2 separate regions of the Gossypium arboreum genome follow, and region 1 is linked to region 2. Evidence: chromatin contacts called from public Hi-C data. All regions are on one chromosome and are shown on one strand. The core of a region is the stretch at or near the end of the contact, and the rest is flanking DNA. Distances in the headings are between cores, read along the strand shown. Region 1 holds the start of LOC108462922 (cytochrome b5). Region 2 holds the start of LOC108461391.

Region 1 (2,937 bases), core at 287-2,786, 270 kb before region 2:
AGTCTCCACCCAAACATCTTGATCTTGCATAATGCTTTCAATTCCCAAATTTCCTTCCAACATACATGATGTGGCCTATAGCCCAAAGTGGAGAAGTAGCCCATTGTATCTTGACCTAGTGGAATAAACCCAAGTAGGAGCATGACCCTATACCAAAACATCATCCACCTCATTATCGCAAGTAGGTAGAGCCAAAATATTATTCGCATAGTCTTTAGCAAAGGATGATTGAACCAAAATCTCATTCCACTTTTACTGTTATCCAACAAAAGGGTAGAAATAGTGACATTGTTGGGGAGAGTTCCATTATACTCAAAATCCTTCCTATCGGACAAATCATGCCCCATCTATTAGTTCACACCTTTGCCTTGTGTCCATTACTAATGCGCTAGATAAAATTTGCATATGAAGACTCAAGTAGTCACAAATCCTTTCCAAACATAAAAGGATTTATCAACATTTTTTATAAAAAAAATATATATCACTTGATGGAAAGTATTTAGTTGAGAAAATCACAAGGTCTCATTATGGTGTATTAGATGCCAAATTTGCTTGCTCAAAAGTGCAATGTTGAAGAGCTTGGTATCTTGAAAATTGAATCCCCATCCCTTTAGGCTTTCACATAGTTTCTCATGCCAACATTGCCCACCCTTTGTTTGTTCTAGTTTGAACTCACCAATATTTACGAATAACGCGAGTAATATCATCAATTAACACAATTAGGCAAAAGGCAGCTACTCATTAAAGAAATATTTAGAACTTATTAAATTATTTTTATATATTTTTATTAATATGTAATCTTATCTTAATTTAAATCTTTTATAATACATTAATTGAGTTAGCGTGGGACTAACTTATGACAGGCATATTTCCCTTTGTACTTATGGTGTTTTCATTGTTGTTATATATTAAATATTTGTCAATTTTAATTAATTATTATAATTGTACTTATGGTGTTTTCATTGTTGTTATATATTATATATATATATATATATACACACGAAGAAATAGATAAACTGAAAATTTTATTTTACTAAAAAATAGAAAATTATTCGAAATAATGATTTTTTACGACGGGCCACAGCGGAGGCGGCCGTTTCAAGAAAGGTTGGTGGTGGCGAGCCCATCCTTCATTCGTTGCTGCTCTTTCTTTCAATACCTAACTAAGCAGGTTTAATTCTTCTCTTCGTCCTTATATTCTTTAAACTTTTTTAATTTAGTGTATCTATTTTATTTCCATAAATTTAATCCTCTACTTGTTAAATATAAAAATTAAAATATTTGGAATAAAAAATTTAGGGCTAGCCATGACATATGGCATGAGTTTAAGTTTTTGTTGAATTAGGCCTGATGTTTAAATCTAGACAACCCGTTTTATTTGTTCGGTTAAAATATATTCAGAAATAAAGCAAATAACTGTAAATTGATAAATAAATAAATAAATAAATAAACCTTGAAACCAAGATAAAAAAAAAAAAGACAAGTCTATCTGTACAACTAATTATGGTTTTCCTAAAATTTTCATTTAATTATATTACTGAACTGGTTAAACCCAACAACAAGTAAGTTGTTTCAACATTGCCAAGGACTAAATTTCGAAAGTCCTACAAGTGCAGAGACTGAAGGCAAATTAAACCTTCAAGGAGTGCCCGCCACGCTCCGATTTTTCTATAACTAGGCATCCTAAGTCGGAGACAGGCGCCAAAGGAATCTGAAAAAAGGAAAAAACAGAGACAAAAAGGGTCAAAGCCATGCCGACCCTTACAAAGCTTTATACCATGCAAGAAGCCTCTCAGCACAATACCAAAGATGATTGCTGGATCGTTATAGATGGCAAGGTTCTCTTTCACTTCCCTCGTTCTATTGGGTCTTTATGTATTTACAATTAGATTTGTTTTGTTCATAATTTCTAGTACAGCAGCCTCTTCTTTATGGCTCATCTCAAATGCAATATACTGGTTAGGGTGCTATTTTGTGCAAAGTTTTAGGTTTTTTTTAGATAAAATTTGCAAAGCCCAAGTTTTCGGGGTTTTGCTTGAAGATGATGGTGTTATGCTTATTGGATTGGTTTTTTTTTTTTTTTTTGTATTTTACAAGAAATGACAACCTGTTCTTGCTTTGGGGATGTTGAAAATGGCATAAGTTATTTTATAATTTCCTCTATTTTAGGTGTTATTTGTTTTAGAAACTGAACAGCTTACATAATCATGCGTTGCCTTTGTATGATTATCATGTTGAGGACATGGATTTATATCCATTTTCCAGAAGAGCAACAGAGAACATTATATTTGCAATATGCTCATTTGTGATGCTACTAGCTTTTTTACTTGGTATTTAAAGCATTTCAAGAATTTGCTTTCACTATGCTCATCAGGATGTCAAGTTTGATAGAGAAGTTTTATGTAATGAAACCATGTCTTGTGTCACCCATTAGTACCTATGTCCTGTTCTACTTGGTTTCCTGCTTATGGCACCCGAAGAAGGTAGCTCCACCTGAATGAAATTGGACTCTTAATCGATCACTGTTCAACTAGCTTCAAGGGTTTATGTACTAGTTTTAATGACTAGGAAATGCAGGATGCAACTTAACATCCTGTGCTGAGCTGTGCATTCATTGCTGTGGATGTTTGTAGTGAATCCAATAGTTCGGATCAATTTGGTTGTATCCATACTAAATTACAATTTGCACATGATTGATTAAGCCTAACACCTTGTATTTCCTTCAAAGCACCTGAAAATCCTATACAATGGTCTTATGCAAGTGAAATGAGCTCCATTCCCTTCATTTATCTCTTGATACAAAACGAAGTGTCTTCATCCTTTACAGGTATATGATGTTACTTCTTATTTGGATGAGCATCCAGGAGGTGATGATGTAGTGCTCGAGTCGACAGGTAATGTCCTTGCACTTCTTTACTTTTTTTTATCATACATAGG
Region 2 (3,370 bases), core at 330-2,829:
CCAAATCATCTGGTATTTCTCTTCGTTCTCCAGCTTCATCCAATCTTTTCTTATATTCTTGAGTATAACTCTGCAGTTCCTCCATGCTGGGACAACCATATCTGATGAAAGGAGCATTGGTCTTTTAATATTATAAACCCCAGAGATTCAATTTCAAGTGCCAAGCTACATCACAAGATGACTGCATAATTCCTCTGGAAGTTTTCTACTTTTCAAGAGAAAAAAAAGGGGGTACAATTCATTCCTTTTTCTAAGTGTGTTCCCATTTTTCCTAATTTTTTCATCAGATACCAAATGAGTTGGGTCAAGCGCAATAAATTAGACTACTAGGTTACTTCATTTGCTACTTACATTCTGCTTCCAAAAACAAATGGTAAAAAGCAATGAATTAAAAGGAAATCTTAATTACTGAAATCGAAAAAATTATTAAAATGAAACACTGAAGATGTAGCCACATTTGGAGTAGCAAGGTTGTTGTACATTGGCACCATAGGAGTTCAAGCCTTGTGCAACCCATCCCCTCCCAAAGTTTGTAAACGTAAAGCTATGTATTTCATTCTCACAAAGATATATATTCTTCAAATCATTCACTACCAGAGATGCTGTTTGCCTTTCATTTCCAGAACAAATATAAGAGATAAAAGCAACAATCAAATGACAGCTATTAGTTAGGTTCTTGAAAGAAGCTTCAGTTTCTCCAGCTTGTTAGCGATCCATAAGGAAGAATACTTACTCATCTGACAATTTGTCAAGTCTGACATAAATGTATCCACGAGGTGTAGTCTTGAAAGCATAAAGTTTAATGTCATCGCTAAACAGTTTTAGTGCATCATGGGCTATAGAGAGAGCAGATTCACCCCAAGGAACACCTTGCAATACAATTCCACCACCATCCCCTCCATCACCAACCTACATTCATAAAATAACATAAAATAAAAAGACCCGTCATCAAAAGCAAGGAAAGAAATCCAATAAGATAGAAACAATGCATACCTTGGGCTCGACGGTTTCATCCTCTTCTTCCCACTCATCCGTGAATTCTCCATCATCTTCAGCAGTTCCATCTGCTCAAACCAAGAAGTTCAAAAAAATCGGTTACTGACACAGAACTCTGATCAAACACTTGGTATGCACAGCAGAAGAAAGGAAAAAAGGAATAACAGAAACGCAGTTCTTCTTCTTCCTGTTGGTGGTTCTCGTTTTTGTTGTGAACGGAGGCTGTGTTGTGGAATAGACGGCGAGTGAAGGAAGAAGTGAAAGAGGAAATGGATTTTAGTTCAAAAGGAGGAGGAGGGTTAAGGGCAGTGGGAAGAGGTAAAGGAGAGAACCTTGCAGAAGACAAGGATGAAGCGGCGAAGCCCAAGGAAGGCCTTCGAGAGCTTCGTAACACAGACCGAAATATAATTCTACTATTGCTCATTCTTCTGTTTTACCCGCTCCCTCTTCAGCTGCCTTACACTTAATAGCAGCGCTTTTAACTGTTATTCTCTAAAGACATGCCAACATAACCCCTCGTACATTATCTTCAAGCCTTAACATTTGTTTCTATTATTAAAACAGGCATAAGAATTTTTGATAACGAAGAGATGTATTGGAGTGTATTAAAATATATTATTTTCAAATAATTTTAAATATTACCTTAAAAAATAAATATTTATATTGTAGTCACCCTTAATTGTAAAAAATAAATAATAATATTTTTTATAAATGAGTCTTGCACATTTGAACTTTCTTGTTAAATATATTAAATATTAATAGACTAAATTCTTGTTGTAAGGTCCATTATGAGTATTATGGCTCAAGAGGTGTTCATGGATTGATTGATTTGATTGGCCTAATTAATTCAATGCATTTTGGGAGACGCCTGAGTTTGTATTTTTCAATTTTGAGTTGACTCCTTTTAATATTTATAAATAACAAAAATATATAAAAGTAATTTTATATTAATATTTATATATTCTATAATTAAATTTAAATAATTTTTATCATTTTTCAAACGGTAAAATGGGCCATTTGATTAGGCCTAAATGGTTAAGTTTGGGCATGAAAATATTTTAGATTTAGGTCTCAGCCCATTAACCTTTCTACTTATAAAACTCAACTTCATATATTGAACTGTTATTTTTGAGCCTATTCAGGTTGAAGCCCAATTTGCTTTTCTAGTAGATTCAGAAATCAGCTCACTATTAACTGGATAAGATTGGCCCTAAAACGTGTACAATTTTGCAATATTATTTTCTGATAATTGCATTACCAAAATTGAAAAGTTAGTGTATCTATTTTTTATTTTTTTATATGCATGAAATTAATATTTAAAAATTTATATGTAATAAAATAGTAAAATCAATAATTCAAGTTAATGTGTTTACTAATAACTAAATAAACTTTTGATCCTCATATAGTAGAACCAAATTTTGATAAATTGTATATTAAAGGGATGAAAGTTTTAATGAAAACATAATTTTATTTAGAGAAGAAGAAGAAGAAGAACACCACGTAATTGGAAAATAAACATCTTCATCCCCAGTGAGCCCATCCGGCCCAATAGGCGTGAACAACATTTTTAGATAGGGTTTTGGGCAAGATCTTTAAGCATAGAAAAGACGGCTATTTTTCCTCTTTCGTTTTAAATAAAAACCTAAACATTTCACTTTTTTCGAATAAAGTTCTTATATTTTGTTTTTTGTATTTAGATAAAACTCTTATCCTTTGATTTTACTAATTTTTTTATTTCAAATAAGTATGCGTTAATGTTTAGTTAGAAATTAAAAGTTTGGAACTTATTTTAGTTAAATTTAAATATATATTTTAAAAAATATTATAGAAAAAGAAATGTTCGAAATGCTTCTAATTCAAAGAAAAAGGGAAGTGAAGATGAATACATAATATAACATTGCTCAGCAAAGATTTAATTTGTTTTTTAGCAAAGTCCCTATCCAATTTCTTGAATAAAAAGTTTTAAAAGGTAATAGTATAGGAACAATAAAGGCATACCAATAAATATATTATTGGGGATCGACTTGTATAACTAATGAGATAGTAAAAGTGGAAAAGAACAAACACAAAAGAGGCTTCGGCTTTTCACTAATCAACAAACAAAGGAGTATAACGATAGAGAGTATTCAACCGGAATACAAAGAGCAAATCCCAAAAGAAAACCAAATATCCCAAATAAAAAAGCTCTCTAAAAAACTCTCCCTAAAAACTCTTTAACAAATCTCACATATTTAAAGCAAATCTATTTTGCTAAATTTGATCAATCTAAACAAGGTTCCAAAGGCACTTTAAATAAGCTTGGGACGTGGGTCCAATATGACTGAAATAACCATGTAGGAATTAGAGTTCAACTGGGAGAAGAAATCTTGTTGAG

Evidence for each region. A called contact is a pair of places that touch in the nucleus more often than the background predicts.
Region 1: a Hi-C map of leaf shows a contact between it and region 2, with 4 times the contacts expected there. The contact joins the promoter of LOC108462922 here to the promoter of LOC108461391 in region 2. A contact is called at or near these places in 2 of 5 Hi-C or Micro-C datasets (both in leaf).

The regions. Positions count from the first base shown.
Region 1 is chr13:32,576,835-32,579,771 of ASM2569848v2, reverse strand. LOC108462922 (cytochrome b5) reads left to right here and starts at 1,536. Exons shown (of 3, transcript XM_017762837.2): 1 at 1,536-1,838; 2 at 2,828-2,894. The coding sequence starts at 1,752.
Region 2 is chr13:32,302,522-32,305,891 of ASM2569848v2, reverse strand. It overlaps LOC108461391, which reads right to left and starts at 1,579. Exons shown (of 7, transcript XR_001867733.2): 1 at 1,162-1,579; 2 at 994-1,064; 3 at 734-909; 4 at 1-101.